Linked DNA regions of Mus musculus: regions 1, 3, 4, 5, 6 and 7 are each linked to region 2. The links are chromatin contacts, called in public ChIA-PET, HiChIP or PLAC-seq and promoter capture Hi-C maps. All regions are on one chromosome and are shown on one strand. The core of a region is the stretch at or near the end of the contact, and the rest is flanking DNA. Distances in the headings are between cores, read along the strand shown.

Region 1 (2,962 bases), core at 127-2,626, 690 kb after region 2:
GCAGGCCTCACTCCAGTCAAGATCACTCTGAAATCAATGTGACCCTGTGGAAGGCTCTAGTGGCTCTGCCTGACCCACTGTCCGTACACGGACCTACTGTTGGCAGAAAACATGCCAGGTTCTCTGCAGGAAAGCTGTCCTCGGTCCTCTCTGAGAGGACATGAAAGGGGAAGGGCTGGCTGTTTTACAAGAGGAAGTAGTCCATGTTCTGGACAGGTGCCTGCCTTAGAGGGTGCTGATGCCGTGTTCACTGTACCCCCACGAGGATTCCCAAGACTAGGTAACTGGGTGTCTATTCACCATGACACAGGGGCCGCTCCGGTGGCTTTGGCACCTCTGGAGTCTTCATTTGTGTACCTTTGTGGGATTTGCCTGTTCTAAGGGCCTGAGAGAGGGAGCAATTCATTTCTATTTAAAGGGCTGTGTAATTAACAAAGCAAACACAAAATAACCAGAGCTGAGATCTTCACAGCATATAATAGCAGAGGCTGGTCCGCCCAGGGTGTGATGTGGTGCAGGCGATGTGCCCTCACCCCAGCACACAGGGCAGAAGGTCTTGTTAGCTCTGGATCTCAGAGTCAGCCAAGTACAGGCCTGGCCTCCAGTGAGGTCTCACATGGTCAGCATCACATGGTCAGATGAGGAAGACTGCCAGGTCCTGTCCTTAAGAAGCTACTCATGCTGTCCTGGGGACACCCCTAACCACACCTAGCTCCGGGGACCTCCCGGGGGCAGCCCTCGCTTGAGTCTACCTGGTTCTGTCGGCAGGTGGTTTTGAAGATTGAGTTTCTGACACATTAACTTTCGGGGACATTTTAGTCTGTAGCAGTGCTCCTTGTACTTGAATAGCCAGTCTTGCCATCTGCCAGCCTTTGAGCACAGAAACACCAGCCAACCCTGTCCACCCATGAGCAACATCTGCTGTCTCCTACATTTCCCTGGGTGCCAGGCCCTTCAGACTAGAGAAGGTCTTTCCATGGCTTCAGGTCCCCAGTGACTTCAGACAACATGGAACTCGAGGTGCTTGCTGTTCCCCACCCCCACCCCTCCCAGCATAGCGTAGCTTCTGAGTTGTCTCCCTCCTTGGGAAGGAGTCATTACCCAAGTGCTAACAGTGGGACCAAGCCTCATGAACTCATTCATAAGCTGGAGGGGACCTTGGGCAGCCCAGGGGTTTGACAGTTATGGGGGCGCCTCAGTGGTCAGTGGATTTTTCTGGAACATCCTTTCCTGCTCTGAGTCACCGGCTGGCTCTGGAGCAGAGGAGACACACTTTCCAATCACTTCTGTCTTCTCAGATTACAGGGCTGTTGTGCTGGGTGACTAAGTGGGAGCGTTGTTTCTGTGGGTCTTAAATGCTTTCAGTTGGGCGTTTCTATAGTGCTGTTTCCATAGCACCCAGCTAAGCAAGGAGCTGTGAGGCAATGTGGGGTGGGTGGGGACAGCAGGAACCTGGCCACTGGGGGACAGGCTTTATGCCATTTTAAATGGCCCGATGCCAAGGTACTGGCAGTGCAGGCCCGGGTCGTGTTTTCTACTCTGCTCTCCGGAAAGTGTAGCCGTCGCATCACACTGGAGTGCTCGGCTCACTCCAGTGATGAGGAGACTAGACCCCTGCAGGCTCACACCACCCATCCCCTGTCCTCTGCTGTCTCCCTTGCATGTTGACACTTCACTTGGTCCAGATTTCCAGGATCTTCCTGGCAAAATTGTGGGCTGTCTGAGAGGAGCCGGTGGCCTGGAAAAGGAGGTCAGGGAAGTCGGTTGTTATTCCTAGACAGAAGTGGCAGCCACATGTCAATGGCAGGCTTCGCTGTGCTGCTGCCTGCTGCCTTAGGACCTTCTCCCAGGTCAGGCTGAAGCTGGTGATGCCATCCCAGGCTGGTATGTGGTCCAGGGCTCTAGCTGCACCCCCCTCAAGCTGGGGATTTTAAAGTCCTTCTAAGTGCACTGCTCTGATGCTCTGTCCCCTCCCCTTTTCATGGACCACCCCTAGGTGCAGAAGTGTGACCTGTGAGGTTACACTTATTCCTGGGGGTGCATAAGTAAATGGAAATCTTAAAAATAAGACGCCATGCTCTCCTAACTCAGGCTGTCAGACCCTGCTAATGAGGCCGGGCCCCACACCGGTGCCCTGTACCCCAGGGAGCTGAAAGCCTCTGTAAAGGTAGTGCGCAGCCTACAAACCCAGAAACTGCTGCTGGTGGGCTGGCTTCAGGCCTCAGTTTGGAAGGTGCTGTTCTCAGGGCAAGGAGACCCAGGGGGCCTTGTGGCCTGGTTTATGCTGATGTCCTAGGTGACCGTTCCAAGTGGTGCCTCTTTTCTGAAGTCCCAAGATAACGAAATGATGCAGATTATCACTGGCACCTTCTCTCTCCTGTCACAGCACCTCGGCTCTGCTTGTAAGACTCTGCTGCTGAGCCCTTTTGCCTGTTGTTGTCCTTGAGAAGTCTCTGGAAAGGGCAGTGGCGCAAGGGTCCACCCTAGCCTTCAGAACCTTGACTGTTCCTTAGCTGGCCACCAAGCTGAGACGTACGTGTGTGTGTGTACGTGTGTGTGTGTGTGTGTGTGTGTGTGTCCGTGTGTCCATCCCTGTGCCAGAGGAACAGGAGTCATAGGAGGAACTCTACTCACAGCCTAGTTCAGCCCTGAAGACCAGAGAGCCCCAGCACCAGACAGTTGATGCCTGGGATGGAATGAGTGGGATCCAAGAGGCCAGTGCTAAGCCCTATATGGTGACTGGCAGGTGTGCTCCTCTCCTGGAGAATAGCCCACTCCTTCCTGACCCAGAGTATGTCTGGTCTCATCCCACCACTCTTCTCTAAAGCTTGGGAAGGAGCTCACACCCAGGCTGAGCCTCCTCCAAGACTCCCTGGAGTCCTCCCAGCACAGCTCCTGTGGGGGCAACAAGACTCGTGCCCCACCCCCTACTTCCCAGAGGACCCTGGAGTGCAGGGGAGGT
Region 2 (2,851 bases), core at 325-2,824:
TTTCCAAATAAGCAGACATAATTTATACAGAAAAGATGTTGTTGGTTTGCTTTGGTGTGTGTGGGGGTGGTGGGGGGGTGGTGAGGGGTTGTTCAAGATAGGGTTTCTCTAAGTAACAGAGCCCTGGCTATCTTGAACTCACTTTGTAGACTGACCTCTGTCTCCCAAGTGCTGGGATTAAAGCTGTGAGACTGGCTTGTTGTAGTTTATTTTTACACTCTTTTAAGATGTAGCTAGTGACACTTGCCAGCTCAACACAGGACTTGTAATGCTATTCTTGGCTGCCAACTTGCCTACATCTGGGATTACCGAAAACCCAAGCTGGGTATCATTAAAAATGGGAGGGACCAATCTTCCTGGTCTAGTGAGTTCCAGGGCAGCTAGGGCTAGGTAGAGACCCTACCTCAAAACAACAACAACAACAACAATCCTGGCTTGGTGTGGCACACCTTTAACCCCACCATCTGGGAGGCAGAGGCAGGGAATCTCTGAGTTTGAGGCCAGCCTGGTCTACAAAGAATTCCAGGACGGCCAGGGCTCCAAAGAGAAAGTCTCAAAAAAAAAAAGGAAAAAAGAAAAGGACAGAAACAAAAAGACAAAGCTCATTTGGCCTCCCTTAAATGCTCCTAAACACACACCAGCAGCATGACCGACCATTCACTCAAAAAAAAAAAAAAAAAAAAAAAATCCAGCTCCAACTCAACGACAACATCAGCATCTCTCTTCTACAGTCCGGCCATCACCCCCGCCTCCTCTTCTAACTCCAAATCCAGACACCAAGATAAACTTTCAAACTGTAAGCCCGATCCTGTCAATTTTGCTTAGAGCCCTGCAGTGGCTTCCAGCGGTATTTAGGAATGAATCTCAAAATCTTTACCCAGGCGTTTAAAACATGACAGGGGGTTCTTTTTCTGTTCCTGGCACAGGTCTGGCCATGGCTTCGAGAAGCCAGGGTCACCCTGGTGATTATGAACGCCTCTGGGAGCTCTCTCTCGGCTCTTTTAACTGTCCCCTACCAATCTACCTACTCTACCCAGCTGCTCATTCTCTTGTTTTCCCAATTCCCACCGCCTGAAGCACTTTGGCTTCGTGTTTTTCGCCTCCCTAGAAAGCTTTAAACTCCCTAAGGCGAGAACCCACCAGACTTAGAGCCGCGACTTCCCCATCAAAGCTCGGGGCACCTCGGGGGACACACATGGCGATCCGCTCGCTACACGAGCCACTGAAGAGCCTGGCTGACTGCAGCCCCGGGGGAGCAGGCCGGAGCTCTGGGGCGGAGCCGCTCGTCGCCGCCGGGCCTAACCCCGTCCTACCGGGGCCCGGCCCCCAACCTCCCCCGCCTCGAGGCCCGCGCCCCACCGTAGGCGTAGATGCCGCGCAGCAGGTCCTCTCGCAGGCCCATGGTGTCGAACGTGGGGGTCACGTCCACCTCCTCGCTCGTCTCGAACTCCACTTTGGTCATGTCCTCCTCTTTGAGCAGCCGCTTCCGCGCCGAGCCAGACGTCGCCATCGTGGCGTTAGCCGCCATGATCCGGATTCCGCAGAAAGACAACTGCAAGCCGCGGCGGGAACCGGATGTAAGGCGCGCGCCGCCGGCCCGGTCGGGAGGAAGTGACGCGCCGCAGCGCCGCGGAAGAGCGTCAAGAGGGGCGGAAGGCACGGCGCTCCAGGTCTCGCGATATTCCGCGCTCCGCGGGATTCGGCGAGAGGCTGGGCTTGCCGTCGCTAAGCGCCTGCGGCTCTCCGTACTCTCGGCTCCTTGGATGTCCGCAGCCGGCTCGGGATAGGGATGTGGGTCTCTGGGAGGAGCAAGACGGACGCCAGGGTGTCCCCGAGGGTACGGGGCAAGGGAAGATGGCACCGCCCGATGGGCTCCGCGCTCCTTCGCAGCTGACTGCGTTGCCATGGCAACCGCAGCGCTAAGCGGCGGGAGAATCAAGCTGCTCGCCCGGGGTGGCTGGGGAAATCAGTGGGGACCGAGGGGAGAGCAGGGGCCGCCTAAGCTGCCATCACATCTGAGAATCCTTCAGAGCCGCTGACCCCAGTCACTCTGAAGAATCCTGATTTTCAACGTAGGCTCCACAAGGGCTTTGCTCCTTACTGGGGCACGTCTGTCTGTCTGTTTTGTTTGTTTCTGAGGGTGGATCGAGCCGTACCCCGAGTTCTAGCAAACATTCATTTGCACTTGGCCTCTTTCCTTTTTTCTGCTTTTGAGGAAAGATGACTAAATCGTTAAGAGCCGTTACTCCTCTTCCAGGGAACCTTGTTATGCTCCAGCGCTTAGACCGTGTGACTCACAACAGCCTGTCTTCCCCAGCTCCAAGCGATCCAGTACTTCTGGCCTCTGTGGGGGCCACACTCACACAAACACACACTAACACAAATCTTTTAAAGCTACTATAAGAAACCTCATTTTGTGTAGATATGTTTCGTTATAACCAGATTATCTTTTCATGGAGAAGTTGTGGGTTGCAGTATGTCCGCCCAAAAATAAATAAATAAATAAATAAATAAATAAAACAAGTTATCACCTCCTTCCCTAGAGAGCTCTGCTCTTGCTCTGGTATCAGGATTTGTCCAGACCAGGTAAACGATTGAAGACACAGAGCTGGCCACCCTTCTGGGACTAAACAACTGAGTTCCAAGTTCTCTTGCCTTCTCACTCCACAAGGATTTATTCCTGGTGCTCATGCAGTTTGGCAAGCCTGACTTTAAGGGTGGTTTTGCAATCTCTGCTGTAAAGTACACGTGGATTTTAATGACCTCCTAAGAAAAGAATGGAAAGTCTCCATTTCATACTGCCTGTTGAAATGAGTCTAATTATAGTTTGGGGATACTGTTTAAAATGCAG
Region 3 (3,025 bases), core at 25-2,524, 900 kb before region 2:
AGGCTTTGGCTATCCGACTGCGGAAGCAACAGCAGAACTGGAACTCCCCGGGAGTCTCACGCTGAAAGGAGAAGGCTGTTGCCTGGTGATAGCCAGAGAGGAAGCCTGTCTCCAGGAAATAACAGCTCACTCTGGGATTTACAGCCCAGGCAAGCCAGTTAGCTATGTATACCTCTATGTAAACCTCATGTTAATATCCCCTAATAGACTCTGGGCCATTAATGGGGGAGGCCACTGGATTCCTCTTAGTGTGGCCACATTAAATAAATCTCCTTTTTCGGCTTTTCACTGTTATGTTTTTAATTGGACCATGGAGGATGGGTGGCTGAGTCTGGCTATCAGGGGAGCTTTCTGGGCATAAGCTCTGACCGTTGAGTCCTATAACACACTGATGGGTGGGACTTGGCCCTTAGTTCTGTGCACCCCACCCCCACCCCCCAACTGGTTCCCACCAGACTTCTGCATCTAGTCAAGCACAGACCCAGAACAATATACAACTCACAAAGTTCCCACATCCCTAATGAGAGCCGAAGCTAGAGAGCCAACTGACTCCAGATGACACAGCCAGTGAGCACAGGTTAGGGTCTGCCCAGGGGTGGCCTCCTTCTACCACAAGGACCCTGGTGGAGGTGGAGGGAGCCAGAGAGTCCCACATCCGTGTGGCAAGGCATTACCCCAGTTTTATCCCAAGAAGGCCTGGGCTCTGGGAAACCTGAGTCCCAGGCAAACTGCACTGGGTGCCCACTCCCTGCATTTACTATAAACTGTGGTCGTAGGTTTGTCCATGCTGGGTCAGGCGCTCTAGGCCTTGGGAACATTGCAGTGTATGTGGATGTTGCTGTCCACTGGATGACAGAGGCTGTTTCTGCCCTACTCCTTTGTGTGGGAAGATGGGACAAGCCTGCCTATGCTGGCTCATTCAGTACCACTGAGTAGGTAGGTTTAGTCCTGGGAGAGAATCTACAGACCCAGGAGGGGGCCGGGGATAAACTCTAACCCACTCACCCCTTCAGCTGTTCATTCAGTGGACATCCTGCCCAACTGTATTGGCTCCTGTGCTCTGGCCTGCCAGAAATCATGCTGTGTAGAGTGGAGACTCACCTGGGAGCAAGAGAGGGACTCAACTGTCCCTCAGGCAGCGAGGCAGTGGCTGAAGGCAGTCCTGGAGCCTCCTTCCTGGCTGCAACTGGAAGCCTTCTGTAGACTGTTCAGCAGAGAAAAGCTCCACCATGTGGCTTTCCTCAGCCTCGTCCCAGGAAATGCTTTGTAAACCTCACCTAGTTTCGATTTTCAGAAAACACATGACAGAGGCTGCTTCTGGGGTTGGCTGTCAGCAAGGCTAATAGCCTTCTGCTTGCTGCTCTGTGGGGCAGAGGGCAGGCACCCAAGCGCCCTGTGCTGAGCTGATATACTGAGCTGATGAAACAAATATAAGTCCAGGCTAGCCAGGCAGGCACCCTGTGGGGCAGCTTGGGGGATGGTTGGAGCAAATACATCTCCAGGCTGGCCAGGCAGGCATCCTGGCGAAGGAGAGTGGAAAGATACAGAAAGAGGGCCTAGGAGCAGCAGCTCGGGTCAGACCGTGTCTGTGAATGTGGATGTGGGCTGGACTATCCTTTCCTGGACCTGGGAATGCTGGCTGCCCTTAGCTTATGCACAAACCTACCATGCGCAGAGCGAAGGTATGTGGGCCACAGAGTGGTCCTGAGAGACAAGAATAGCGATATAAAGGCTAAAAGCAGAAAGCAGGGCTGGGGGCTAGAGTGGCTTGGTGGTTAAGAGCACCACCTGCTCTTATGGGAGGCCTGAGTTCAACTCCCAGCACCCATGTTGGTTGGCTCAGAATAGCCTGTAACTGGCTTCAGGGGCTCAGACTCTGTAGGCACCCACACCCAAGTGTGCTCATGCATGCACACATATAATTTTAAAAATTAAATCTTAAAAGGTTTCTACAATACCTTTTTTTTTAAAGTAGGGCTAATTGGGCATGGTGGAACACACCTTTAGCTGGAAGGCAGAGGCAGGTGGATCTTTGTGAGTTAGAAACTAGTCTGGTTTACATAGTGAGTCCTAGGTTAGTCAGGGCTACACAGAGAAAGCCTGCCTCAAAGGAAAAAAACAAAAACAGAAACAAAACCGAAACAAAATCCTAAAACAACAACAACAACAACAAAACTACCACCACCAAAACTGCTTCAGCGGGTAAAGGGACTTGCAGTAACCAATCCTGATGCTATGAATTTGACCCCTGGGACTCACTGTAAGAGAAAACTGACTCCTGTACGCTGTCTTGATCTACACAAGTGTACCGTGGCATGTATGTACATGCATGTAGACACACACAGTAAATAAATGTAAAAATATATATATATAATTCAAAGAGGCCTAGGGAGATGGCTCAGTAGTTATGAACACGTGCTGCTCTTGCAAAGGACCCAGGTTCCATTTGAAACACCCACATGGCTGTTCACAGTCACCCATAATGCCATTTCTAAAGGATATAATGCCCTCTCCTGATTTCCATGGTCACCAGGCACACACGTGGTACACATACATGCATGCAGACAAAAGTTCCAAACATGTAAGATACACTAAAATTACAAAGGCAAATTTCCCCAGACTTATGATGTTTAGACAGTGGCCTAATTCCCAGCAGCTCCCTGCAGCTCCCCTGGCACCAGCACTGTAAGGTTTCCTACCTCAAGACACCCAACTGTCCTCTTGAACACTATTCAAAAGGTCTGACACAAATGGCCCAGGAGGCAAAGCCAGGTGACTCAGAATTGGTATAAAATCACCCTGTTCCTTTTCAGGTGTATGGTTCAGGAATTCACCGGCTGGGTTTCTGTCCTTGGTGTCTACTTTTTTTTTTTTTTTTTACACCAGTTCTGGTCTGGCAAATCCTTTTATCCTGTGCCTTGAGTTCTTTGTCCTAGGTATGACAACAGAGAGGAAGGCTCCAAGGCCCTGGAGACCAAACCCAGGCAATAGCTGGTAAGCAGATACACTGGCTCCCATACACGCC
Region 4 (3,154 bases), core at 347-2,846, 770 kb after region 2:
TCTCTAACTCTGGCTGGGGGTGATGACCACTGGGGTCTCTTTAGACAGTCAGCCCACCCTCACATGGGGTCTGGGCTCCAGTCTAGGGTGACTTCAGAGAGAAGCATAGCCAGGTGGCTGAGTCAGAGTTAGTTAACCAGCATCTGCAGGCCAATCAGGAGGGAGCTGGAGGAGCCTGGTGCAGCTGCACTGAGCAGGTTCTGTCACCCAGGACACCTGCCACTGGAGTAGGCCAGGCTTGGACTCCTGAGTCCATGGCATGTCCTGTGTGAAGGGCCAGGTAGGCTGTGCATGCTGACCTGGGATGTGGCTGTCCACGCCTCAGCACCTGTCCCTGTTGAACACCTGGATGCAGTTCAAGAAGAAGGAACAGGACTACACACACGCTCACGCACACGCACACGCACACACACACACACACACACACACACACACATCTCCCAGCCCCCAACTCCCTCCAAAATAACAAACAAGGGAACAAAGGCAGGCCAGGCAGTAGTGGATGCTGAGGAGACAGAGACAGGCGGGTGTCTCTGTGAGTTCAAGGCTGGCCTGGTCTATAGTGTGAGTTCCAGGATAGCCAGGGCTGCCACTGCCCCAGGGACCTCATCACAGCCTGGCATCGGCCAAGGAGCTCACCAGTTCGTGCTGCTCCTGCATCTGGGCCACGCGCTCCCGACACCGCTGGTCCCCGTGCTTCAGCTCGGCCACCACTGCCTCACACTTCTCGCTCAGAACTTTCTTGTCTTCAATCAGCTGTGATAGGGGTAGGGTGAGGATCTGGTGTCCACCCTCCGGTCCCTCAGTGGGCCAGCACTGCGTCCCCGACTGTCACCTGGTCAATGAAGGACAAGTGCCGTTGGATGGTGGCCTCATACTGCTCCTTCTGCTGCCGCAGCTGCCGGGTCAGCTCCTTCTCTGTCTCCTTAACACGTCGAACAGTGAGGTCACGCTGTTGCGCCTGTGGGAGGAGGGGGGATAGACAGGAGATGGTGGTGTTGAATCCCTGCCGTGTGGGGCAGCAATGGCTCTGACCCCTGGGCAAGATGCTGGCAGGCCCCGTGCCAGCGTGGCCCTGGGGTGATGGCTCATGGTCAGGCCCCGTCCCAGCGTGGCCCTGGGATGACAGCTCATGGTCTCACCAGAGCTCTCTGCAGCAGAGCCATGGCCTGTTTCTTCTCCTCCAGCTCCAGCTTCAGCCGCATCACAGACGTGCTTCCCTCGGATCCTGAGCCCGCCTCTAGCACCAGGCTCTAAGGATATGGCAGTCCTCAGGCAGGCCACCCAGCAGTTACTGCCTACCTGATGCCCACCCTCCACAGGGAGTCACTACATGCCCCCTGTCCCACCCCGCTGCGAGGGGACAGCTATGTGGGACACCTGGGCAACAGGTCAGCCATGGAGACCGGGTTTATTAATCAGTGCAGAGGAGGCCTATACCTCGATGCTCAAACACAGACCACGAGGCCTGGTCTGCCCTCTCCTGACCTTCCTGCCCCATGAAAACAAGCCGTATCCCTGTTTTCATTGTGGTCACCGCTGTTCATTCAGGACACAGACCACAGACCACCCACGTGGACAGGATGACCTCTAGAGAGGATGCCAGGGCAGAACAAGGCGGCCCTGCTGGCTTTCACTTCTGTTTGGGGCTCAGGGAGGCTGCACTGGGGCCTTTCGAATGATCACTTCCCATTGTGGCGGCTGACTACCTCCCGCCAGGGTGCTGGCCGCTCCTGTCCTGACTTCTCCATCTCATCCAGGAAGGTCATAATGCTCTGAAGCTTGGCCTCCGAGAGCAGGGTCCCGTCATCAGGGGGGCCAGGGGCTGCGCTGAGTTTCCCAAACTTCTCCAGGTTGTCAGCTGTCAGGGAGTTGGCATCCTCTTCCTGCAGGGCCAGCATTGGGGGCTCAGAGGAGCCTGAGAACTTAGGGTCCCTCAGGGACAGGGGCAGTGTTTGTGTGTGTGTGTGTATGTGGGGCAGGCCTTGCTGTGGCCGTGGCCTCCCTAGGTGCTCAGACCTTTGAGAGTATTGCCACAGCAGGAGAGGTGTGTACCCTCCTGGGTCACTGTGTCCCAACCTCAAGGAGACCAGACAGGAGGGAGTCAACAGGCACAGCTGGACCTTGTTAGGTCTCAACTAAAGCAGGAACATGGTGGCCCATGCTCCCCTGACCTGCATGGAGGCCTCCCTGCAGGGGATGGTGTGAGTGCCCAGCGCCTGCTCACCTCGTCAGTCCAGGCATATCTGTCCTTATGGTAGGCCTTGGGGTGAGGCAGCGGCTCTGGCTCCTCCTCCAGCAGCTTCAGTGTGTCCAGAAGATCGTCCAGGGTTGCTCTGGCCCTGGCCTTGCCCCTGGAAGAGCCTGACACTGCCAGGTCTTGTCTGGCTTCCCCCTGGGAATGGATGTCCTGTAGTAGACAGGTCAGGAGGGAGAGAGGTCAGGCCAGAGGTAGCTAAGTCACCCCACGCACCCATGGTCCCCGTGGGCCAGTGCATCCACCACTTGGCACATGACTCAGGTGCTGTCCTCAAAGGAGAAAGGTTCCGGCCCAGTGTCACACTGAGCAGCCTGTGGCCTTGCTGTCCCCTAATGAATGTGAACTGGCAGGATTTCAGAGTGGATCTGAGACCTCCCCATAGCAAGATCAGCAGGCCTCTGTCTCACACCACAACAGCAGCCCTTTGGGCTCTTTCAGGAAACAAAGGACCCCAAAGCTGAGGAGAAGCTTAGGCCAGCCAGGCACGGACATGTCCAGACCTGTGGCTTGTCCTCTGGAGACTGCCATTGCTCTGGAGATGATTCAGAGGCAGGAGGGCAGGGGTCCGCGGGGCCTGTGGGGTAGATGCTGGCACCTGTAAAACAGAATGCACTGTCATTCCTCCAGGGCCTGACCTTGGAGAGAATCTGGGGAGGAGCCAGGTAGAAACCAAAGAGACACTAGGGGGCTCTGGTCTTCCGGGGTGCGATGCTGTGCGGGGAGCCAGTGCAACCCAAGTGCAGGAGCCACTGCTAGGATTGTTGAGGCCTGGCCACCCTAGAGTCTAGCACCACAAGTGACCCAGGCAGCACAAGTGGGAGCAGTGGGATCCCAGGTCTGCAGGTAAAAGTCCCCGTGCCTGGCCGTATGAGCCTCCAGTTTCACCTCACTGTA
Region 5 (3,110 bases), core at 464-2,963, 640 kb after region 2:
TGCCTGGGACATGGACAGACCTGAGTCTGCCACCCATGTAGCACAGAAATGGGGTGACTATGGGTAGGCAGGCCCAGGAAAGAGTCTTGGGATGTTGTGGAAGGGGGAGTGGTCCAAGCCATGGGAACTTTTCTTGGGGGAGCTTCTCTGCCCTTTTTCAGACAGACCCCAAGTGTTTGCTGCCAGCCTCCACCTCTAGTTCTCCTCCATGGCCTTGGCCTGGGGCAAGCATGGAGGAGTTGCTTCTACCCCAGTGCACAGCTCCTTGTTGGCTTTCTGATCAGTGAGGGGATCAGTGTGTGCTTGAGTAGGCACCATACCATGCTGGTCTAAATGGACTAGAAAGTGAGATGAAGGGGCAGCTGTAACCAACCAGTCGCAGTGAACAGTAATTGACAAGTCCTTATTTGACAGCCAGTTAGTTTAAGCTGGCTTTCTGTCACAAGAAGAACCCAAGAAAAGACAGATACACAGAGATGTACACAGAGATGTACATAGACGACAAGGAAACAGAGGACAGTGGGCTGAATTCCTTCTCCTTACACATGTAGCAAAGTGAATAGGGGCCGTCTGAGTCCCCTGCTGAGGCTTGACAGCCGCGCCTTGGATTTGTGTCCTCTGGGTTGTTGGAGTGGTGTAACCAGCTGTCCAGGAAATGGATGCTGGAGTGTTATGTTTAATTAAAAGGAAACATTCAGCTCTGGTGTTTTACAATGTAAAGCAAATAATTCCTCTCTGTTCGTCTAATTGATGTAAATATTTCTTCAAAGGGAACCGCGTTGGAACCCCGTGTGCCAACCTGGTCAGTTTTCTCAGCCAAGCCTTACCCTTCCTTAAACCATCAGCTACTGGGCAATTCCAAGCTGTGCTGAGAGGCTCCTCCCCCGGAGCTATCCACCCAACTCCCGCCCCCGCCCCAATTCCCTTCCGAACCACCCCATGGAACTCGCTCCACGTCTCCCTCGCTCCTCTCTTGGGTCCTCTTCCCGGAATTCTAGACCCAACTGTCGGCCGCCACCCTCCGTTCAGCACCAGTCCACCACAAGCACCCGCCCCAGGGCCCACCCTGTCCCGATCCTGCCTCCAGGGCTCAGGGTTCTCCCGCTAGAGTTCAGCACCTTCCTCCGTCTCCACCTACTCCGGCTCCGGGTTTCCTCCCTTCCGGAAGACCGTCCAGGGTCGACGCACGCCTCGCCGACTCACCTGCAATAGCGCGGGAGCCACCGGCCCCTGTCGCGCACTCCTGAGGGACCCTTGAGGGCCTGCAGCTCGGATCGCTGCCTCCCGAGTGCCGCCTCCACGCGCGCTCGCGCCGGTGCCACCCGCACCGCCCACACCCCGCGCTAGCTCTTCCTGCGCCACCCCGCCCCCGCTTTCCGCCCCCAGCCCGGCTGTCGCTCCGACCCCCTCAGGCAGCTCCAGGGCCTCAGCGCGCCGCGCCTCCGCCTCCCAGCGGCCGACCAATTGCCGCTCGGAGCCGGCCTCCGAGTCCCTCCTCTAGCTCCGCCCTTCGCCCCCGCCTCCGAAATCTACCAATAGAAAAGACGGCGCAGGAGCGGGCCTGGCGGTTGCCTAGCAGCGGCTAGGCTGGGCGGGGGCGGACAGCCGGGGGCGGTGATCCGGGCGCGGCGGGGGCGGGGCCCGGAGGCGGGGTTTTTGTGGGGTGGGGCCTTCAGCGGCTATAAAAGCAGCGGCCGCCGGGCGCCGCGCTCTGTGGTCCTGGTCTGCGCGCCTTTTCCTGTTGCTGCAGTTGTCGCTTTCCTCACCGCCACCCGTGCCCCTGCTCTGGTCTGTGGTGTAGCCGGGACCCAGGACCATGTCGCTTTCACGCTCGGAGGAGATGCACCGGCTCACGGAAAATGTCTACAAGGTGAGTTTCCAGCGCGGCTCCGAGTCGCCCCTAGGTCTTCAGGCCCGAGCAGGGCACCGGCTCCCGGACTGCGGGTGTGGTGGACCGATCTTCCGTTGGTCACAGGTGGCCGCGCCCGCCCAGGGTCCTTACGCCCGCCGCGGCCCGCGCCGTCCCCGAGCACGAGTGGACGCCCCCACCCCGACGGCGCCGCTCAGCCCCCGCGCGCTCCCTCAGTACGCCTGTCTGTCCTGGCGTCCGGAGGGACCGAGATGTTCAGGGCCTGGGCTGCTCTGCGATCTGGCCTGGTCCGCTGCATCCCAGAGTGAGGGGAACAAGGAGCGGGGGCGGCGTGGAGGTTGCAGGCTGCTGCGGGCGGTCGCCCTGCGCTTGCTTGGCGCGGTGGCACCGTGGGGCTCTTCTAGGTGCTGTTATGCCAGCCTCTGGGCACTTTCTCTTCAACAGGCTTTCCCTTTCCACAACTCCTTTACGAGTGTTAATGGACGTGGCCCAAAGTGGGAGGTCGAGCTCGGACAGGTTGGATGGGTGGACAGATAATCCATCATCTTATGTAACCGCAGAGGGAGAAGACTAATTGTGTAGGAGGCTGACGCGCCTGCTTTTGCTTCTGATATGTGTTAAGAGTCTCGCATTCACATACTAATCTGTGAAATGACAGTTTCTCATGGAAGAACTGCAGAGCCTTGTGCAAGCCCCCTGGTGTCATGTTATGTCCATGCTTTGGGTACAGATGGACGGGCCATTTCCTATTTCTTCACCATGGGTTCTCACAGCCCTGGCCCCTTACCCTCAACAGCACAGCCTGGGGCTCCCTGATGGCATCAGGTCCGCTGCAGTTCTCAGTGACATTTTTTTTTTCAAGAGAGAAATTCCTGCCCTGCCCTGTGCATGGCAGTCCTCTTTACAAAGCTGTGCTTTATTTCAAAACTGTCTTAAGGGTGAGTGAAAGGCTTTCCACCAGCCACTAGGTTTTCACATGGAGTTGCTGGTTCATGGCTAAATGGGATTGTGCTCTGCTCGAGAGCAACAGTTTCTGATTGTATGAACCAACCATGGTTGTGCCTTTCTAGGCAATGGCCTGTGAAACCCTCATAGCTGTGCTTGCTCTGTTGCCTACAGCAGATGGAAGCCTCCAGGGTGGCTGCTTAGGTTTCAGCTGGAGTCCCGGGGGCAGATTATACTTTAATTCATCATTTAATAAAGGCTTTAGAGTTGTAGTTACATGGGTCTGGAGGAACCT
Region 6 (2,895 bases), core at 66-2,565, 750 kb after region 2:
TCCAAGCCCCTTGGCTCACCCAGGAAGTCATTTCTGAGCAAAGGACACTTATAGCCCTATACCAGATAGACAGCTCCATCGGCTCCCCTCCCTGGGAGCAAATGCCTTCAGATCCAGCCCTGCCCAGGGGACTCTGTGCATCACTGCACATTCTGGCCCCACTCCAGGAGGGAGACCCAGGAGAGTCATCGTATGTGAGCCGGGCTTTGTTTGGGCTGTGCAGCCAAAGCCAAAGCTCCAGGGACTTGTGGGTGGGACTCCAGGCTCCTCCTGGGCACAGGTTCATTCCCCTCCCTCCCAGGCTAAGCAAACAGAATCAGGATTAGAAACAGCTGCCCTGGCCCCCTCTGCCCACCACAGCTGTCCACCGTGGCCAGGCAGTTGTGGTAAACACATTACCCTGGTGTCCACTAGCCAGGTGGAGCAAGATGCCCGACCCCAGGTCCTGTGCAGTTAGTCAGCACCACCTCTCTAGAATGGGACCTCAGGTGGGCTCATGCTAGGGTCTTCGTCGGTCCCCACACCCACCACAGGCTGCCGAGGGAGATGGGCACGCTGCCTTGCCAGGGATTTGCAGAAAACAGCACCAGGGTTAGGAAGGAGCCTTCCACCAGAACATGGATGAGCAAGCTTCCACAGCGGGCCTGGGCTCCTGCCCTGCCTCACAGAACACCCCTCACCTCCCCAGGGCCCTGAGTCCTGGCAACCTCTCTCCGGGACACCTGGGGCCAACACAGGCCCTCTTGTCCCAGTTACCTGTGCCAGGGAGGCATCCAAAGAGGCAGGGGCTGATGCTGCCAGCCAGCGCTGAAGGGGCCGGCTGTACAGGGTCTGGCCCCAAGGCCTGCCCACCTCCGGAGACCTGTAGTGGGTCCTCGCCGGTCCCTGTTCTTCTGCGGGGACTCAGGGCGGAGAAAGGGTTAATTTCCAGGCAAAATGGGAAACCGTGGCTCCAGCAGCATCATGTCGGCGGTAGGGAGACAGGTGGGGGGGCAGTCGCAGCCGCAAGGCCGCCTCCGAGGGCGCCGCGCGGACTCACCCGGGTCGAAGTGGGAGCTGAAGGCAAAGCTGGGGTTGAAGAAGGACGACGACATGGCCAGGGCCAGCAGCGCGATGAGCATCCCCAGGGCGGGCGCTGCGCTTAAGCTCAGAACGCCGGCGGCCTGGGCCGGCGTTCCGGCATCATCGTCCAGCGGCCTCCGCAGGTGCGGAGCGCACGGCCCCCCGCTCCTAGCGCCCCCAGCCACCGCCGCAGCGCGGGCACCAGTGGGGGCGGCGACAGACTAGGCGCCTCCGCCCGCCGCCGCGGCGCCGCGGGGCTCTGGCTGGTGCAGTCCGAAAACACGCGGGAGCGCGCGCGAGGTGGGGGGGGGGGAGCAGGGGGGGATGGAGATGGGGGCTGGGGGTTACTTTCTGGGACAAAGCAGGGGAGGGGCACGCAGTTCGTGGGACAATGAGGGAAGGAGAGGGGTCACGGAGGTGGGGGGGCTATGAAATAAGGGGGGATGAAGACAGGGGCGCAGAGGCTGGGCAGCGCGAAGGCTGGGGACACGGAGAGGGGACAGAGGCAGGGGAGGTTCACGTAGGTCGTGGGACACTAAGAGATGGGGAGGGGGCACGGAAGCTGGGACTACGGTGGGGGGGGGGCAAATGAAGTCTGAGGGCACGGAGGGGAGGTAGGAGTGCACAGATGATACGGAGGGGGCCGAAGCCTGGGAGGCATGGAGACTGGGGGAAAGGTAGGGGACCTAGGCAGAAGGAGGGGTACAGGCTGTGGGACACTAAAGGATGCAGGCTGGGGAGAGGGCACAGAGGCTGATGCTATGGGAGCTGAGGAGCACCGAGCGGAGACACAGCAGAGAAGGGACACGCAGGTCTTGGCATACGAAGGGTGTGGGCTGAGGGAAAGGGTATGCAGGCCTCGGCTACTGGAAAGGAGACTGGACGGGACAGGGAGGAGGGACACGGAGTGTTGAGATGGAGACAGTGGGGTCATCGAGGCTTTGGGGCTCCAAAGAAGTCTGCTACTAAGTGGGTGGGGGTTTTGGAAGAAGGAGCCGATGGTTGCGAGTGACGAAGGCCAGGGGCATCCAGGCAGGTTAGAGGAGAGTACGGAGGTCGAAGGTCCGGGGAGGCTGAGATGAGGATGAGGGGTCAAGCCCTAGATGGGAGAGCGACTGAGACTGGAAGCTGATTTGAGACTGTGGGCATCTCAAGAGGTCACTGACTTCGTGGTGGTTGTCACGGAGGCCAAGGGTCACAGGTGAGGTTACAGACCGGAGTGTCCATGGAGGTGCAGAGCTGGGGTCCTGCTGAGTAGCGGATGGTGGAAGGAAATACTAGGTGGGGGATCCAGGAACTCATGGTTACAGGGTTACTCGCAGGTTTGGGGGTGGCTTGTCAGGACACGCTTACACCGGTTGGGGTGCTGTTTTTGCACTGACCGCCTGCAGCTGTGCCACGATGCGACAAACGGCTGGCCCCATCTGGCCCCATCAGCGCAGAACAGCCGGGGCGCTTGGAGCAGGCGGCGGCGCCGGGCACCGACGCCGTGCCCCGCGCCCCTCCTCCTCCCGCCGCAGCGCCATCTTGCAGCGTTGCTAAGAAGCTGCAGGCCTGGCGGCATGTAGGCGAGGCACGAAGAGGGGTTGTCACCTGCATGCAGCTCTGGGGTCCTGGACAACCAGCTATACTACTATTCATTCATTCTTGGCCTAGTTACAGAGCCCTTTGGGGTCCGAAGTTGGGAGAGCAAAGGGATTTTGCTAGTCGGAGGGGCCCTGTTGGCAGGAGGGCCCCAAGACTGGGGGAGAGGGAGTGTCTGGGTAGAGGGTCAGCAGTGACTAGAATAGAGTGGTCAGAGTCAGCAGGGTCCGAGGTATCAGAGCTGCCCTG
Region 7 (2,985 bases), core at 467-2,966, 670 kb after region 2:
CCAAAAACAAAATCAAAGAAATGAACCACAAAACGGTCCTAAAGGAGGAAGCAGCAGGTTTGGCTCAAACCTGTGATCCCAGCACTGGGGGAGCCCAGACAGTATGATTATATAGCCCAAGGCTACATGAGATTCTGTGTGAAAAAACTAAAAAATGGGCTGGAGTGATGGCTAAGCAGTTAACCTGGGATCAGCTTCTAGAATCCATATTAGCTCACAACCAGCTGTGGGCCTGACTGGTACACATATCCACATGCAGACAAAACACTTGTGTATATATAAAATAAATCTAAAAACGAGTTTTAACTAACAGTAACAGGTCCTATCTTTTTAATAACTGAAATCTTTTAACAACTCTGGGCTTGTGTTACATCATCCTTGGTATAAGTTTTATATTGGAAACACTTGATTCCTGACCTGGAGTCTCATGAAAGTAGTGTATCACTGAAGAATGGGCTCAGACATGTCCTGGATAGCCTGCGAGCTGAAGTGAGTATGGCATAGACAGTCCCACATCCACACAATGTCTAGGAATGCTAGACGCGTCTCTGAAGTGTCAGAGGACAGTGAATGCTGAAGAGATGAAAGGCAGACTGGAGCCCAGTCATCAGACAGGCGCTGGTCTGTGGGACAGCAGCCCTCAGGAAGGTTCTGAGCTGCCCATCCACCTTTCACCCCCCGTCTGTCTGTCTGCTGGAACTTTTGTCAAATCCCCAGGGTAGCTGGATCCCAGAATGGACTTCGGCTCGAGTTGCTGGTGTCTTCCACATCAGTAGTACTTCTTTCTGCTTAGACACTAGAGTTCTGAGGTCTTGGTGCTGCTGAGCATGTGAAAGTGCTGATGGCCTGGGCGCCTGTCCCTGTCGGGCTTCCTACCCTGTGACGCTTGCTCAGGACTCAGAGTTGATGCTGTACCAGGCTGACAAAGCAACATTGCTAACCAGCCTTTGAGGTATGCTTGTTCCCTCGGATCGGCTGATTTTAAGGGGTAAATTTACCCAGAAAGAAGATAGTGGACTCTATGTGTCCACTGTGGGCAGGAGCTTGGCTTCTCACACAAAGGGTCAAGTTTGCTTTACCAAAGGAGCTTAGGCGCCATGGATGGGAGTGGGGACATGGTCACTTCCTTCTCCAGTCAGACCTGAGTCTCCTTACAGACACCAGGTAGAAGAAGAGTCAGACAGGACTGAGGACCAGCAGGTCTCACTGAGATGATCTCTAGTGGACAAGGGCAGGGAGTGGCCCCGAGAGCCTGTTCCCTCGGAAGATTCTGACTGCTCACCTATATGGGGAGGACATTAGGTCTTGTCCCAACATCTTTGTCTCTTTGCCACAGTGGGACCTGTGCAGCAGCTGCCTCTGTACAATGACTCGAAGACATGTGGTCCACAACTGACTAAGGTGCCTGAAAATCCTCAGATAGGAGCAGTCCCCTGGATGACACTGGTCCAGGAACCTGAGCAGGCAAGATGGAAATAGTGGTCAGTGACTCAGGACAGTGGTGACATTGGATGCCAGCCTGAACTTGGCCCTGCCTCTCCCTACTTTCCTCAGAGTCCCTAGTATCCATGGTACAACTGTTGTCACAACATGGACATTGAGGTGGCTTTTGGACTTGTTCTGTTTCAGAACAACATGACTATAAGCTCTGCTGTCTACCGCTATCACCATGGCAACACAGCCATTGATTTTTCTCTTGGTCACCCCTTGGCCGCATTCCACTCTGGCTTTCCCATAGATGGGCGAAGAGCGTCTGAGGAACCAGTGTGTGGAGAGTAGCTGAGAGAAGGCAGGATTGGTAACTGTCCAGTGGGGAGGGGGGGAGGTTAGGGAGGGTTTGACTGTCTCACCTCCTGTCCGCCCCTCTTGCCTCCCGGTGGTTTTAACAGCACGGTGCCCTGGCAGCCCCCTCAGCTGTCTGTCTTCACCTAATGAGAGCTCTATATTCGGGCCTTGTTCAGGCGTATGCTAATTAGCTCTCAGAGGTGCCTTTCCGCTCTAGAAGCCACCAGAATAATTGAGCATTATGGATATTTGCTTCAGAAGGCTCTGGAAGGTAATGTGTGCTTCCAGCCAGGTTTGAGCAGCTGACCCCTTGGCATAGAGCCCCTCTGCTACTGCGGAGAGGATGGCAGTTCTGCCTCCTCTCAGAATGACTGGGGTGCTCAGCAGTCGAGCACCCACTGTTGACAAGCCAGTAGCACAGGGCTCCTACTGTTAGGCTCCTACTGTGCTCTGGGGGCAAACTGACCTCTAGGAAGCTATAGCATCTCCAATCACACAGGGGATGCAGGTGCCTCCTCTCCAGACCCTGCAACTCCACCTGGGCTGCTGACTACAGAGAAGCAGTCCCTGTCTGCCACCCTCTAAGACTTTGCATATGGAGCATTTCAGCCACTCCCATGGTCTGAGGGAAGCCTGTCTCTCTTCCAGCAGAGAACACAGTGGCCACGTTACAGCTGTGCTTATTAATGTGTCCTTCTGGGATGGTCTTCAGATGCTGCTTAAAATTGGGGCTCACATGGGGTCCTGTGGCCGCTGGATCCAGTTTCCTGAACCTGCAAGGGTTTGACTGACTGGCACCTCTGGTGGTGTGTGTGTGTGTGTGTGTGTGTGTGTGTGTGTGTGTGTGTGTTTTCCTTTCTTACTTTGGAGGGTCCAGGAGCAGAGTCCCTGATGGTATGTAAAGCAAACTTAGTTCTCCTGGACCCTTATTCCTGCCAGCTGGCTTCTCCACAAAATGCCCAGGGAACCCACTGAGATCTAGGACACAGGACTATGCACTGATCTTTGGCTGCATGAGCATGACTTGGGGTCTGGCTGGGACCCCTGCAGGTTTGCCACCACACCCATCCTGGCACCTGGTGGAAGAATCTCAGAGGGCAGTGCGCCCTCTGTCTCTGTGAGGAGACCACCAGGGACCTACTACTCAGAGACCCTGGGGGCTCTTTTCTCTTATTTATTTTTTTCATGCTTCGCTCACCC

Evidence for each region. Promoter capture Hi-C pulls out the DNA fragments that hold promoters and counts their contacts. ChIA-PET counts read pairs in DNA pulled down with a chosen protein or histone mark. HiChIP or PLAC-seq counts read pairs in DNA pulled down with a chosen protein or histone mark.
Region 1: a contact with region 2 is called in a promoter capture Hi-C map of liver, with 2.9 times the contacts expected there. The contact joins the enhancer-like site here to the promoter of Eif4a3 in region 2. A contact is called at or near these places in 4 of 39 promoter capture datasets (cranial neural crest, frontonasal cranial neural crest and liver), 2 of 484 Hi-C or Micro-C datasets (bone marrow-derived macrophages and group 2 innate lymphoid cells), 5 of 115 datasets of contacts at active chromatin or transcription factors (bone marrow-derived macrophages, embryonic forebrain, large pre-B cells and 2 more) and 1 of 9 other capture datasets (macrophages).
Region 3: an HNF4G HiChIP or PLAC-seq map of pancreatic cancer cells shows a contact between it and region 2. The contact joins the promoter of Lgals3bp here to the promoter of Eif4a3 in region 2. A contact is called at or near these places in 1 of 484 Hi-C or Micro-C datasets (B cells) and 2 of 115 datasets of contacts at active chromatin or transcription factors (embryonic limb bud and pancreatic cancer cells).
Region 4: an H3K4me3 HiChIP or PLAC-seq map of bone marrow-derived macrophages shows a contact between it and region 2, with 4 times the contacts expected there. The contact joins the enhancer-like site here to the promoter of Eif4a3 in region 2. A contact is called at or near these places in 3 of 39 promoter capture datasets (embryonic stem cells, liver and pre-B cells), 1 of 484 Hi-C or Micro-C datasets (CD4 T cells), 5 of 115 datasets of contacts at active chromatin or transcription factors (bone marrow-derived macrophages, embryonic stem cells, large pre-B cells and 1 more) and 3 of 9 other capture datasets (adipose tissue, embryonic stem cells and liver).
Region 5: a contact with region 2 is called in an RNA polymerase II ChIA-PET map of memory CD8 T cells, with 169 read pairs. The contact joins the promoter of Baiap2 here to the promoter of Eif4a3 in region 2. A contact is called at or near these places in 5 of 39 promoter capture datasets (the C10 cell line, cranial neural crest, embryonic stem cells and 1 more), 3 of 484 Hi-C or Micro-C datasets (cerebral cortex and embryonic stem cells), 15 of 115 datasets of contacts at active chromatin or transcription factors (T-cell acute lymphoblastic leukemia, astrocytes, bone marrow-derived macrophages and 9 more) and 1 of 9 other capture datasets (embryonic stem cells).
Region 6: a contact with region 2 is called in a promoter capture Hi-C map of erythroid cells, with 3 times the contacts expected there. The contact joins the promoter of Aatk here to the promoter of Eif4a3 in region 2. A contact is called at or near these places in 7 of 39 promoter capture datasets (embryonic stem cells, erythroid cells, hippocampal neurons and 2 more) and 6 of 115 datasets of contacts at active chromatin or transcription factors (acute myeloid leukemia, embryonic stem cells, forebrain and 2 more).
Region 7: an HNF4G HiChIP or PLAC-seq map of pancreatic cancer cells shows a contact between it and region 2. The contact joins the enhancer-like site here to the promoter of Eif4a3 in region 2. A contact is called at or near these places in 7 of 39 promoter capture datasets (the C10 cell line, embryonic stem cells, hippocampal neurons and 2 more), 1 of 484 Hi-C or Micro-C datasets (bone marrow-derived macrophages) and 5 of 115 datasets of contacts at active chromatin or transcription factors (T-cell acute lymphoblastic leukemia, bone marrow-derived macrophages, embryonic forebrain and 2 more).

Annotation. Positions count from the first base shown.
Region 1 is chr11:119,987,920-119,990,881 of GRCm38.p6, forward strand. The region is part of intron 6 of Baiap2 (brain-specific angiogenesis inhibitor 1-associated protein 2); the gene reads left to right. Among named protein-coding and RNA genes, the nearest start is that of Mir3065, 25 kb to the right of the region's middle. Within about 2 kb of position 1,377, at least 161 of the 459 cell types and tissues checked have an H3K27ac peak or open chromatin away from gene starts, as enhancers often do. A contact at or near this core is called in bone marrow-derived macrophages, liver and pancreatic cancer cells, where this site is marked.
Region 2 is chr11:119,298,469-119,301,319 of GRCm38.p6, forward strand. It overlaps Eif4a3 (eukaryotic translation initiation factor 4A3), which reads right to left and starts at 1,575. Exons shown (of 12, transcript NM_138669.1): 1 at 1,360-1,575. The coding sequence starts at 1,528.
Region 3 is chr11:118,400,685-118,403,709 of GRCm38.p6, forward strand. Lgals3bp (lectin, galactoside-binding, soluble, 3 binding protein) reads right to left here and starts at 1,275. Exons shown (of 6, transcript NM_011150.3): 1 at 1,102-1,275.
Region 4 is chr11:120,069,650-120,072,803 of GRCm38.p6, forward strand. It overlaps Cep131 (centrosomal protein 131), which reads right to left. Exons shown (of 26, transcript NM_009734.3): 11 at 2,761-2,855; 12 at 2,228-2,410; 13 at 1,710-1,886; 14 at 1,143-1,253; 15 at 836-961; 16 at 640-756. Among named protein-coding and RNA genes, the nearest start is that of Cep131, 16 kb to the right of the region's middle. Within about 2 kb of position 1,597, at least 24 of the 459 cell types and tissues checked have an H3K27ac peak or open chromatin away from gene starts, as enhancers often do. A contact at or near this core is called in bone marrow-derived macrophages, where this site is marked.
Region 5 is chr11:119,941,379-119,944,488 of GRCm38.p6, forward strand. It overlaps Baiap2 (brain-specific angiogenesis inhibitor 1-associated protein 2), which reads left to right and starts at 1,714. Exons shown (of 14, transcript NM_130862.4): 1 at 1,714-1,870. The coding sequence starts at 1,817. Gm11767 (a long non-coding RNA gene) reads right to left here and starts at 1,716. Exons shown (of 5, transcript XR_001780400.2): 1 at 1,204-1,716.
Region 6 is chr11:120,045,830-120,048,724 of GRCm38.p6, forward strand. Aatk (apoptosis-associated tyrosine kinase) reads right to left here and starts at 1,316. Exons shown (of 14, transcript NM_001198785.1): 1 at 1,040-1,316. The coding sequence starts at 1,121.
Region 7 is chr11:119,968,560-119,971,544 of GRCm38.p6, forward strand. The region is part of intron 3 of Baiap2 (brain-specific angiogenesis inhibitor 1-associated protein 2); the gene reads left to right. Among named protein-coding and RNA genes, the nearest start is that of Gm11767, 27 kb to the left of the region's middle. Within about 2 kb of position 1,717, at least 36 of the 459 cell types and tissues checked have an H3K27ac peak or open chromatin away from gene starts, as enhancers often do. A contact at or near this core is called in pancreatic cancer cells, where this site is marked.